Linked DNA regions of Anser cygnoides: region 2 is linked to region 1. The links are chromatin contacts, called in public Hi-C maps. All regions are on one chromosome and are shown on one strand. Each heading gives the region's core, a stretch centred on a gene start, on an enhancer-like site or on the middle of the called end of the contact. The rest is flanking DNA. Distances are from core to core; before and after follow the strand shown.

Evidence for each region. Hi-C and Micro-C count contacts between places; a contact is called where the count stands out from the background.
Region 2: a Hi-C map of liver shows a contact between it and region 1, with 2.9 times the contacts expected there. The contact joins the enhancer-like site here to the promoter of IRS1 in region 1. A contact is called at or near these places in 2 of 7 Hi-C or Micro-C datasets (granulosa cells and liver).

Annotation. Positions count from the first base shown.
Region 1 is chr9:3,976,497-3,983,203 of Taihu_goose_T2T_genome, reverse strand. It overlaps IRS1 (insulin receptor substrate 1), which reads right to left and starts at 3,893. Exons shown (of 2, transcript XR_010833502.1): 1 at 1-3,893.
Region 2 is chr9:4,342,139-4,348,845 of Taihu_goose_T2T_genome, reverse strand. No RefSeq gene overlaps it. Among named protein-coding and RNA genes, the nearest start is that of NYAP2, 200 kb to the left of the region's middle. Within about 2 kb of position 4,170, at least 1 of the 3 cell types and tissues checked has open chromatin away from gene starts, as enhancers often do.

The DNA.
Region 1 (6,707 bases), core at 2,644-5,143:
GTTTATCGGCGTAACCCAGCAGGAGGGCTGGCGAGGAGGGCGAGGGGCTGTCGGAGCAGGAGCCCCCCAGCCGCATGGTCACGTAGTCCCGGCCGGAGGGAGCCGCAGGGGCCGCCCGCGGGCCCAGCTCCATGTTCATGTACTCCTCAGCAGCCTCGCTCCCTGGCAGCCGTGGCAGGCCCAGGGCAGCCGCAGGGAAGGGTGGCTTGTCGCCGGCGATGAACTCGATGTTGACGTACTCGCCCGGGCTCTTGGGCTCCGGGGGCAGCAGCAGCGGGGGCTGCTCCCGGGCCCGCGGCAGCGTGCTGGCCTTGGGGCCGCCGAGCGACAGGCGTGTGGGTCGCGCCAGGCGGCCCTTGGTCTGCACGGCCGTGTCCACCTTGCGTGGCGGCTGCAGGTGGGACGGGGGGACACCGTCGGGGCCACCACCACCGCCACCCAGGCTGTCGCTGCTGGTAGAGGAGGACGAGTCCTCGGCAGCATAGAGGAGGCGGTTGGAACCAAGGGCAACGCGTGGCTGGGGGCTGCCCTCCTCACCCGCCGTCCCACCACCGCGCCGGTGCACGTGCTTGAAGGAGCGTGGCAGCGAGAAGTAGGAGTAGATGGGCTTGTGGTGGGCCGCCGCAGCAGCCTCCTCGACGGCCGGCTGCCCCGCGCCCCCAAAGTAGCAGTCGGGTGGTGTGCTGGTGGTGGAGCCACTGGCCGGGGACATGTTGATGTAGTCGCTGCCGCCACAAGGGAGCTTCCCCTCATTGCTCTCCACCGAGAGCTTCGGGTGGTGGCCAGCACCATTTGTCCAGATCTTGCCGTAGCCTGCGGAGCCACTGTCCGGGGAGTAGCTGCCGCTAGGGGACATCATCATGTAGCCGTTGGAGTCCACCGTGGCTGGAGGGTGGCGGCCCCCCCTGCCAGGGTTGATGATCTGCTGTGGGGCCGACACACTCTTAGGACTCATGGGCATGTAGTCACCGCCCTTGGGGGGCGCCCCGCCGCTGGGGACAGGGGCCACGCCAGGTGACATTGGCATGTAGCCATCATCAGTGTGAGGGGCAGAGTTGGTCCGATGGTGGCCGCCATCCAGGTGGTGCATCTCCAGACACTCCTCTGGGTAGGAGTGAGTGGGCACAAAGGCAGAGTGCCGGTAGGAGGGCAGCCGGCCACCGCCACAGGGGTAAGAAGGCAACATCTCTGTGTACTCCTCAATGGAGGCCACTGAAGACTGTGAGGGGGTCTTCTGGTGGGAGATGGTGGGTGAAGTACCTGCAGAGTGAGTCCGCTTTCTGAAGGCCTTCTCCAAGTCGGCAACATCCTCGCTGCCACCTCGGGGACAGCACGGCGTACTAGGGTAGCGGGGCTGCTGCTGCGGGTGGCAGGTGCGTGGGATGAAGTGGCCATTGGGAGCTGCCAGGCTGCAGCAGGATGAGGTGGCCTTCCCCCCCATGCAGATGTAGTTGAGCTCTTCATCGCCCCTAGCTGGCGGGGTGTGCCCCAACGAATCTGGGGTGACACTGCGAAAAGAGCTGCGAAAGTCACACGGGCTAGAACCATACTCATCAGAAGAAATAAATCCGCCATCGCTAGGGGAGCCAGAAACAGAAGCACTAGACCTTCGTGGAAACAGGCAGTCCGACGTGGAGCCATGGCCACTGGTGCTACTGGATGACAGGCTGACTGGGCTGGTGGCTGAAGGAGAGCAGCGTGAGGAAGGCATCGGGATAGAACGGCTGTGGTTGAGCGGAGGATGGAGCCTGGAGTTACCACGATGTCTATGTGAGTGTGTCCGGTTGGCGCTGGGACTAACTGGGCTACCATCCACTGAGGCAGGCCTTGACATCGTGCCTTCCCCATCGCTTGATGCGCGAACCCGGAAAGAGCTGGGTTTGCCACCTGTGCCTCCACCCCCTCCGCCGGCAGGAGAGGTGGCTGTGACACTCTCAGTCCTGGAGCGGCGACTGAGCCCCACCTGGCTGGGCGGAGGGTTGTTGATGTGGTGCCTACTACGGAGGGGCACTGAAATGGGGTTGGAACAGTTGGAGGAGGACTGGCTCTTGCTGCGGGGCCGGAATTCCTCACTCATGGCTCGCATGGCCTCCAGGATGGTTTCGTGCATGTTCTGTGCCACCACCGAGTCATCCACTTGCATCCAGAACTCACCGGGCCCGGTCACAGCCGAGCGCCCCACCTCAATGAAGAAGAAATTCTCGGAGTGACCACAGCGGCGGATATTGAGCAGCTGCAGCACCACAGCAGCCGCATCAGAGTTCAGCTTCACAAAGCTGATGGTCTTGTTAGTCAGGCACAGGCGGTAGATGCCAATCAGGTTCTTTGTCTGGCCTAGCCCCTTAGGCTTCAGGATTACTTGCCAAACCTCCTTAAAAGCCGGGCCAGGGGCTACCTCGCCGTAGCTGTCCTCTCCCGCTTCCCCCAGCCCCACGCTGCTGCCTCCAAAGGTGACATCGCTGTGGTGGTGGTGGTGATGGTGGTGGAGGTGGTGGTGGCCCTTGGCCCGGTTGTGCAACTGCAGCAGCGCTTGGTACCAGCTCTCCTGCTCAGGCTCGCTGTCAGCTGCAATGGCAAAGTGCTCGTCCTTGGTGTAGAGGGCCACCAGGTGCTTGTTCTTGGAGTCAGCCCGTTTGTTGATGTTGAAGCAGCTTTCCAGTGGGATGGAGCGCTTGGGGGCCCCTGACTTGTGTCTCCATTTCTTCTCATTCTCGTAATACTCCAGCCGGGCGGGTCCAGACTCGCTGGCTGCCCTCAGCACGAAAAAGCGTTTATGCATGCTCTTGGGTTTGCGCAAGTAACCCACCTTTCTGACATCTGAGAAGAAGCCCTCGTTATTATCTGTGGGGCTGGCCATGGCGAGAGGTGGCGGTGCTGTTACAGCAGTCAGTAGTACACAAGACCCCAAAACAGCCAAGCCAGCCGGAAAAGACAACCACCTAAAACAAAATTCATGCAACAACAATTAATAATAATAAAAAAAAGGCAAAAGAGCTCAGGATCCCCTTTTGAAAACAGGGCAGAAGCAGGGGGCGAGCAGCTGTTCAGCGGCAGAGGCAGCTTCCAGCACCAAATCAGAGTTTGTGTCGCTGTTTATGCCCGAATCGCCCTCAGATGGGTGAGCGTGTCCATAAAAAGTCCAGTCCCGCTCGGTGCAGCCGAAAGCCTCGTCCCAGGAGCAGCGGCCGGGGTGGGGACACGCATCCTGCGGGCCTGGGGTGCCCGCCTGGCCCAGCACCCCGCTTCCCTTCGCAAGTTTGCCTCCGCGAGTAGCGATTTCTGCTGCAGATTAAATATCCTCTTGGGGGCGGAGATTGTTTTGCAAAGTCCGGGCTTTGCACCCGAAAAAAAAAAAAAAAAAGCACTCTTCGTCCCCCCAAAAAATAAAAAAAAAAAAACAAAAATAACAAACAACCACAAGGCAGCCGCCCTCCAAGTATCAGCGCTGAGGTTGCTGCTGCTGCTGCTTCTCCCGCTCGGCCGTGCGGAGGAGGCTGGCGACCCCATTCAGTCCCATCTCGTTAGGCGCACAAAGTGCCATCTCCAGGCGCGGCGGCGGTAGGCAGGCAGGCAGGCAGGCACATCCCCTCTTCCTCCTCCTCCTCATTCCAGGCGGCAGCGCCTCGGCGCCCGGCGGCGCAGCCCCCTCCCGCGCCCCAGGCCGGCGGCGGCTCCCTGCGGGCCGGCTTCTCCGCGGACTTTCCCGGCGCCCCGCACCCAGACCGGTGGCGGGGACCCCCTCCGCCCGCCGCCGCAGCTCAGGCTCGCTCCGAGGAGAACGACGCGGGACGGCGCCGCTGCGTGGACCATCCCCGGAGCCGCCGCCGCTGCCGCCGCCAGGCTCCCGGCCAGCCCTCCGCTCCCTCCCTCCCTGCCCTCATTCAGCGCGGCCGCGGGGGCCGCCGCCGCCGCCACCGCCGGGCCCGGCCCCGGCTCCAGCCCCAGCTCCGCCCGCCGGGGGCCGCGGCCCGCATTGGTGCCGCCGCCCGTCAGTCAGGGAGGCGGCGCCCGGGCCGCGCTGAGGCGAGGCGGGGAGCGAGGAGGAGGCGGTGACGCCATTTGGCGGCGTGGTGGTTGTGGAAGCCGCTGGCGGGGCAGCCCCCGAGCCCCCCGGTGAAGTGTGCCCCCGCCCGCCAAGCGAGTCCCGCTCGGCAGAAATGCCGGGGGAAGGTTCCCCGAATAAAATTATTTGACTCTGCGTAGCGTCAAGTAGCCGAGTGTGTTTTCCCGCATCGTTGTGGGCTGAGTTAAACTGAATATTCAACGCGCTCTGCAGTTAGCAGGGCCGAAACGTGCTGCATGCACAACTTCCACCTCCGAGGAGGAAACAAGTGCTGCAAGCCTACTCCGGAAAATAAATTGCTCAATGCTGCCATCTCCAGGGCGGCTCGGGGCGCTCCTGGCTCAGCTCCGTCCCTGGAGAGAGGCAGGGGCCCTGCGCCCAGCCCGGTTCCCGTGCCCCGCCGCCATTTCCCCGCGCGCCCGGGCCCTGCTGCTCCTCAGCGCCCCAACAAGGCTCGTGCCCGCCCGTCAGGTTGAAACCTTCCCCTTCTGGGGAGTCACGTAGGCCCAAACACGGAACGAATAAGCTAAAGGCTTTTCCAGTGCATTACAAACTGTTGTCTGGAGATTGTGGCTTTGCAACTATTTGAGGCCACAGCTTTGCTGCTCAAAATGGGAAAAATTCCCCTGAAATATTTGCAGACACGTGGAAAACTCAGAGAGGACAACAGGCAGCACTGCGGACCCCTGTCTCTTGATCTCTTACAGATAACACAAACCATAGCTCTGTTTAACGGCATTTACCGAACACACGGTAACAACTTGCAATGTAAGAGCAGAATCTACTTGGTAAGACATAAGGACTGAGCAGAGAATAGCCTATACCATAACAACCTGTACTATCATCTCGTTCTTTCCTCCCCTTCATGCTGCAGTTCGCCATGACAGAAGCGTATGTTTGTATTGAAAATAAATCCATTGTATGTACCTTGAGATGAAGCTTGCTACATCTTGAAATAGGATGTCAGCAAATTGCTTCCCCAGCCCATGTCATGGAGCTGTGGGACAGAATTGCGATCAGCTATCGCGGCTGTCACTAACACCAGGTATGTTTTGTTGGCAGAGGGCACCACCACCATACACGCGTTGAGCTGCACACACTAAAAAGGCAGTGGTTCCTGTGGCAAGAGAATAGCTCCTGAGCTTCCTCTCCCTGTCCCTCCACAGATGTGGGAATGCATGTTTGTGCACAGAATATAGACTATTCTTTAATCAAATATTTTACACATAGTAGGTAAGGTCATTAATATTAAGTAATAGCTTGCATTTACTCTGCCCTGTTCTTTCCCTTCCAAAGGATCCTGATGTCCTTGGCAAGTGATACAGCATGCAAGAGGAATGAGCTCCTGATGGAGGACAAAAACCACCTGATGTGCACTGTGTTGCACAAGGGAACATAGATCTGAGGGTAAAAAGCAAGAGATGGTCCTGTCCACAATATGTGGGTAGACAGTATATTTAAATTGTTCCATTTATCATGGAAACATTCCCTTTAATAACAAAACTGATTTGACAGATGCAATGACTTTTGGTTGTTATCTGGTTTTCAGTGGGATTCACTGAGTGTCCCAGAAGTGTTTTCAAACTTCATGAAGATTCATGTCCTTTGTCCAGCAGAACTAACAGGCAATAACTAATACTTCTAGCATATTTTCAAGCCTATTTTTCGAAGATATCTTACATCATACCACAGGACATCTTGGAATTGTTTTTTCTGGTTTTGTTTTTTCTCTCCTTGTGTTCCAAAGTTCTGAAACACAACACTTTTCTGTAAGGTACATAAGCACACACAGCAGCAGACCAAAGAGAAGAACATGCCCTGGCTTTTTCTATTAAATATTCCCCCTGCTTTGACAAGGGACCATTGAGAATTCAGGCTTCATAATTAATTGCAAAGGCTCTCACATTCTAGAATATCCCAGCAGTAAACCAATACAGGATAAAACACAGCAAGTTACTCAGGTCTTTGTCCAGCTGGGTTTTGAATATCTCCAAGGATGGAGATCTCAGAGCCTCTCTGGCGACCTGCTCCAGTGTTTGACCACCCTCACTGTAAGAAAGGCTTACATTTGAACAGAATTCCCTGTATTTCAGCCTGTGCCTGTTGCCTTTTGTCCTGCCACTGGGCATCACTGAGAGGAGTCTGGCTCTGTGTTCCTCCCACCAGGCGTTTTTACACATTGACATGGTTATGTTCTGGCCCTTGTTCCAAGGTTGACTTGATTGCATATTTTATTTGTTTAAGCACATTTGTATTATTTACTTTTCTCTGCATTCAACAGTAAGGATGAAACTTGCATAACTCCTTCAAAAATAGCATAGTTGACTGTAAGCTAGTTAAATCATTACTTAAGTAAACAAGCTGTTTAATTTCTGTTAAAGGAATGGTAGTAATACCATGACTACAGTGGAAACAGATCTTACATCCCCAGCTTCTACTGTCATCTCTTTGAGGCAAATCAAGCGCGCTAATGGAATGGCTAACGACAATCTTCAAATGTATTACATTACAAACAGTAAGCTTATCTGATAGCAGTTGTACTTAAGCGTATCACGGTAATGAGAACTAAAAATGTCTAAGTCATCTTTTCCATCTGTCACTTATTAGGATTGTTTCTACAGTGTATTCTCAGTGGATCGGCCAG
Region 2 (6,707 bases), core at 2,921-5,420, 370 kb before region 1:
CAGACTCTGAAGTTTACTGAAAGCACAGATAGTCACAGTGGTAAGAAGTATGTGATTAGAAAAAATAAACAAGCCACGATGGCAGTCAGTGTCGTGGACAAAATAAGGCAGAGCAGGATTTCAAAGGATCTCATTGTATATTCCTGCAGCATGTCTGCATTGCGGGTGCAGACATTTCCTCTAAGGAAAAGTTTTGTTTGCACCTTGCTGATGCAAGGTGGCACCATCTGCTGGAACCTTCCGGCTTGTTGATGGCAGGGGACCCTTGATGAGAAGACCACAACTTTCACCAGTCCCTTGTACAGCATTGACTTCTGCTGAGCACACACGTTAAGCCTATTTGTCTGGGGTGGTTAGATTTCACAGCTGGGATTTTGGTGACTGCTCTCTGAGGCTTTCCAGAGGATCAGGCACTGGCTGACATCCGAGCACAGGCAAGGTAGCTCCAAGTGGATTATAGAAGCGATATCTCACATGACGCTCGATATCACATGTTTTGGCTATGTGAGAACGGGTACAGAATTTCTGCTTGCATATTTCATTCTTGAAACATTTTTATTTCTATCATATTTGTAGCCCCACATAATCAAAAGTTTGGAGCCAGGAAGAAATGCTGCAGTTTGTTGTTCAGCCTCTTTACGCTGTGCACAGTCTGTTGCTGTGGTCCTGGTTCAGTTACCTAGGAAACAGCTGTAGGATGGAATTTATTTATTCTGTCTGAATAAGTGTCTGTGATATATACACGAGGCTTACCCTGCTGGTGTCTGTGGGAAGTTGGTGAATGTTTTTATGTGCTATTAGGCAGACACCAGGTATCTCCAACTACATGAGGACAATTATTGGCACTGTTTAAACAGTTAACAAAAATCCTCTGTAATTCCCCAAAGAAAAGGGTGAAGGAGGAACTGTTCAAATGTATCATCGAGCACAGAAGATGTTGGGTCAGAGACAGAAACCACAGGAGACCACAGCTGTCTGAACGGAGTGGGGCCGGCGGCCCAGCTGGCCGCTTCCACAGGAGATAGCAGTGTGCACCTGGAGGATGCCACGAGCTCCAGGGGCTGCCCACAGCTCTCCAAAGCTGGCGGTGCAGAGAGGAACAGACGTGGGGGCAGAATAGCTCACCCCAAGCACGCTCCTAGGAGCTAAGAGAGTGAGTCTCCAAAGTCAGGCAGCCCTGTCCCTAGGAGCCCCAGTAAAACACCAGCTCTCGTGAAGGAAGTCAGTCAGAAATCTAGGTGCCCTTGTATCCTGACTCTGTACGGCACAAAGCGGTGACCCGCTCACAGGCTGAAGCACATTTTTCACCCTTGTCTGTGCATCCCACCCACCCCTTCCACGCACAGGGTCACGCCATGTGAGAAGCCTACATTTCCAGGCCAGAAGCCATTTTCTGTTTCATTCTGGCTCCCACTGGGAACCATCGCTCCGTTGGCTCCTTGCCCTTACCCATTTCATTTTTTTTGACAAGAACACAGTGTTTTCCCAGAGTGACTATCCCAACATGCCCTGTGAATCTGGGGAAGGGAGAGATCACCAGCCTGTTCCTTCTCCCCGTCCTTCCTTGCTTTCCCAAGGCTCCTACCCACAACGGCCTACCCACCAATGGCTCCTACCCACCAATGACTCCTACCCACCATGTGGACAACCTCGGCCTTTGGTGGTCCAACATCACACGCCAGTGCTCACACGCAGTGTGTGATCTGCCTGACATATGCTGATGCAGTTTTCACGTTTTATGCTACAGGGAAAGGTTAAATGGCAGACAGATTACAGCCCAGGCTTCACACAGTGTTTTTTAAATAGTCATTCAGGCCTGTTGATAGTCCGGGAACAGCCCTGCCAGCTCCAGAGGGTGATCGCATGTGTGCAGCAGAGACACCCATGTGTGGGCTTGGAACAGTGCCCCTAAGTGAGGTTTTTCACTTCTGTTTCCCATTGCAATTGTAATTGGTATGAAGGCACAGCATCCGCGTCTACTTTTAGCAGTTGGTGTAGCTGTGGCTGCACTGGACACCAGCAATTGCTAAACTGGGGCAGTCTGAGCTGGGTTTGGGACTTGGCGCCCCCAGGGTTGTTGCTGTACCTCCCGCTTCACAGCCCAGGAGCCCCGCCGACGTCGCTCCGTGTAATCAGCTGCGAGCGCTGCAGCAGAGGTCAGGCTGCCAACTGCATTGCTTTAGCCAGCATGTTGAGAAGAAAGTCTTGTATTTCAGTGGTTTCAGTTAGATGGCACGGGGAAGTCTTGTGCGAATAGAAACATTTTCAAAGGAATTTACCAGTTCTAATGGTAAATAAGCCTTTGATGGCTACCCACTCTAACTCTCCCACAGGGTGCACCAGGGGTACCCCTGCTCCCAGACCACCCCAGGTGTGTTTTAGGTTGGTGAGTTTCATCCTCCTTTAGCTGTGTTGTGCTGCTGCGAAGTGCAAAGGCGGCTGTTGGCTGCGCTCTGCTTTATGCACCGCGTAGTTCGGATTTTAATAAGACCAAGCAAGAGGGAAGCAAAGGCAAAACGTGGCCAACCCGTGTATTTACTCTGTGTGTATCTTTATTGTAGTGTTTTGGTGTCTCTTCCAAGACCATAAAGTGCTTTACAAAGATAATAAAATCATGAGTCCTACTTTATGGGTGGTAAAACTGACTCCAATTAAGAGAATAGCCCAGCGTCACACAGTGAGTCAAGAGCAGGAAGAGATTCCAAGTTTTTCTTTAACTCTACACTCTCTCCTTTAATTAGTATATTATTTATTTTAATTAATATAGGCTTTTCTTGATACTACATTAGCATAAAGCAATCCAAACTGCTCTCAGAAATCATTTTTAAAAGCAGAGGAAACTGTTAAACTCATAGTGTGAGCATACAGGAAATTAAAGCATTTAAGAGGTTTATGAATTTAACAGATGGCAATCTCTCAGCTCTTGGTGCATATGATGCTATGAGTTTTTTTAGGATATTTATTTGAGAGGAATTCATTACACTACTAGTGTAGAGTATTCTTAAGACAATCTTGCTTTTGCCTCTAGATGGCTCACCTGGAACTGCCAGTGCAAAAACGTTATCCATAAAGGAATTCCTGCAGCGTATTCTTATGCCACAATGGCTTGCTTTTCCAGCAGCAATGGAGAGTCAATCATGTAAATGTATTATATCTGTGTAAAAACATTCTGCCAAATTGTTTTGCCTTTTGTAAGAACAAGAATAACAGATGGATACAGGACAGAGCAGATTTATGAGTAAAGTAACTTTCTATTAGTCATTATCATGAGTCACATCCTAAAATATCTAAGGGAGGGCTGTCTTTCTGGCTGTAATAAACACTTTCCAGGTGCAATCCTTGTTGTGGGGTAGGTGATATGTTAGACAGTGATCATCTTGTCATCTGTCTGTTTTGTTTCTGCCCTTTAAATAAGCAATGGGATTTTTCTCAGCGGACTAGGATGCAGACTACTATATGTAGTCCGAAGACTTCAAAATATATAAAAATAATCATGAAAATCTGCTTTTAACCTAGTAGCAATTAAAAACACAAAAGCACTGAGGGAAAGAGTGAACAAGTTTTACTTCTCTTACTAAGCAATATGGTTCGTGTGGCTTTGTGAATGTCTATGTTAAGGTATATACTTCTCAGTATGTCCATAGCCATTCATAAAGGAATGAAAAAGGACAGCTGGAAGCTGGTGGCTGAGAACACAATAAAATCCACCCAGAGTTCAGAAAGGGCTGTCTGCACTCGGAAACTCAGAGGTTTGTGCTGGGAGAACTGCAGGGTGTGGGGGAGCCCCGTTACAGTGTGCAGATACTGGAAATTTGATTCAGAGTGCTCAGGGGATGCAAAACTGAACAAGCAGCACAGAAATGAATGTCCTGCTCTTGGGGCTCCTGTGTGCCTCGCAGGAGTGGGAAATGACTTCCCCGATATTTTTATTTGTTACGCTATGGGATTGTTTGGGGTTTTTCACTGCTTCCTTTACGATGAGATAAAAAGTACCAGGAAAGCCGTATGCCTCGCACCATTCTCCTGCCTGCAGTGGAGACAGTATTTTCTCTTCATCTGCCCAATGGGAGCAGCCCCCTTTTTTCGGCGGCGCCCCACGCGTTCCCGCTTGCGCATTCCACCTTTGTTCTGCGGGAGGAACTCCCTTTGACGTGGATGTGGATATGTATTCCACACACCAGGCGAGTGCGGAGCGGGCGATCCAGCCCTCTGTGCCGCAGCCTGGGGAGCAGAACAGCTCTCCTGGTCGCCCCTTGCATTTTAATATCAGAGGGGAAGTGGAAATCTCCATTTTTTGAAATGGAGAGAACAAATAACGGAATAAAAGGAAGGTCAGGTAATGAAGTAAGAATTTAACTCATCTGATCCTTTTGTAATATGTGTATTATTTTTATAATTCTACTGCTCAGTCTCACCAGCATCTGAGTGATATGTAAAATGTCAAGAATGTAGCCCCAGATTGCAAATATGAGACAGGGAGACTCACCAGACTCTCGAAATGAAGAAGTGGGACATACAAAGATCACGGTACATGCCCAGGCTTGCAGGACCTTATAGCAAACTGGAAACAGGACTCAGATGTCTTGCAAAGTCCCTCCTGACTCTCTGGTGAATGATTTTTGGGGAGAATTTTGCAAATATATAGTCAAAACTGAAAAATAAAGAAAAACACACACACACATATGTAATATTCCTCACTGAAACCCGGCCCCATCTCACCTAAAGTATTTATTTGTTGTATGCTACCAGTAAAAAGATCACCCCCAAAATCAAGTATTAAAAATATATTATAAAGAGGTTGAGCATAAATAGCTGTTATGGACGTTGATAGATGTGTGTCCCTAGAAGTAACATGAATTTCTCAGGGTGGTCCCATGATGTACACCTGTCTGCCTGTGTTGTAGTTCCTGGTCCCAAGTCGTCTTCTGCATATGCAGAAATCTCATCTTTGCTCAGCTTCTGGACCCCCAACCTCCTCTACCCAGTGTCACTCACCTCCAGAAATTAACTGTCACCTCACCTCAACAAAGGGGCATAAAAAACATCCCACCCCATGCACATTTCAGTGCACAGTCCATAATATGAAGGATGCTAGACTTTTATGCCTCCTAAATGTGAGATGATGAGAAACACCACCCAGAAGTGGATCTGATGGTGTGTTTTTTTTTTTTTTTTTTTTTTTTTTTTCTGGTGGGAACTCCACTGAGAAGAGAACTGCAGAGCCCACTTAATCCTTGTGGACTTTCCTACCTGCTCAGGTGTGCAAGTTGTGGCAGGACTCAGGTAGGCCCCAACTGGAAGAGCGACATGTTGAGGAGAGGCCACTTATCAGAAGAAATTCAACCTTTTTCTGCATTCCCCCAGCACAAATCAAACCTGAAGTCAGCCCAACCCTACTGCTCTTCAAAGAATTTTTCACAGTTCAGTACAACTAGCAAACCCAGCTCGAGAAAAGCCCAGAGCTATATTAATGCAGAAACCAAATATATGCTGTGGGGTTATTGTGTGGAAGGGAGGTTCCCTTTAGGTCAAGGGCAAGGGCAACAGCTGAGCAGGGACATGGTTGCCTGCGCTGTCACTGCTGTGCCTTTTGTATGCACATAAAAATTTGGTTTCTAGGGATTTGCAGACACAAACATCCCCCTGACACCCAAACAAATAACCAGAAATAAATAACTCATGAAGCTGTTGATAATAAAGCCAGAGAATGGCCATTCATAGAAATATGCACTACATCACTCCTCCTGACTACACGGTGATTCATCACCATTTCCCTGCTCTCGCCTTTTATTCTTTCGATTATCTTTGCTCAGGGATCCCTTAAACACTTTCCACCTAATTTTAGATATATTTTTGCTTGAAATGCTACGTCTTGGAAAAGCCTTTTTCAATAGGAGTATTTCCTATAAGTAGGTCACTGCAGTAAAGGGGTTAGACGTGCAGCCTTTGCTGACAAGATATTTTGTTTTCTAAAGCACTTAATTCTGCTTTAGAAAAAAAAAAAAAAGAGAGAGAGAGAGGGAAAAAAAAAGATACCCATTTGTTGACCTTTGCTTGGTGCCAGGTACAATGTCTTTTTGACCAGTTCCAGAGAGGGACATTAAACCAGTGATGTATAGAACTATATTTATACTCTGAATAAATAGACTAAAAATATCCCTTCAAACAGGGTAAGCTGTAATTTCAAATTGTAGCACTTCTAAAGAGCTTTCACCAATATCAGACAGTCCCAGGCTCCAAGCAGCACGGCACTGTATTTTAATCAAGTAACTGTGAAACCATTGCCACAAAATTGCAACCAAAATGTTTGTGTAATGTTATGTAGCTACGGAAACAAACTTGGGCTTCTAGAATTACCTTATTTACTGGTTCACAGCAATGGGCTCATCGCAGGATTTTGGCAGAATTATGGGTTAGGATATGCAAGTTCTCCCCTTGCCCCAAAGATGAGTGAACCCCATGTAGATCTGGGAATGGGAAGACATGAAGTGATGGGGTCCCGATAACTTGAGATTGAGTAAATTCCTACTTCACCATAAACAGCTGGGACTGGTGAATCAAAGGTTCTTGAATGCACACAAATGCCACACAGTGTTTCTCAATTGTTCTGTTATTAATAGCAATTGTAGTGGTGTTTCTCAATTATGTTATTACATAACCTTTCCTTTCAGACCTACTTTATTTCAGTTCTAGCTACTTAGGGTGCA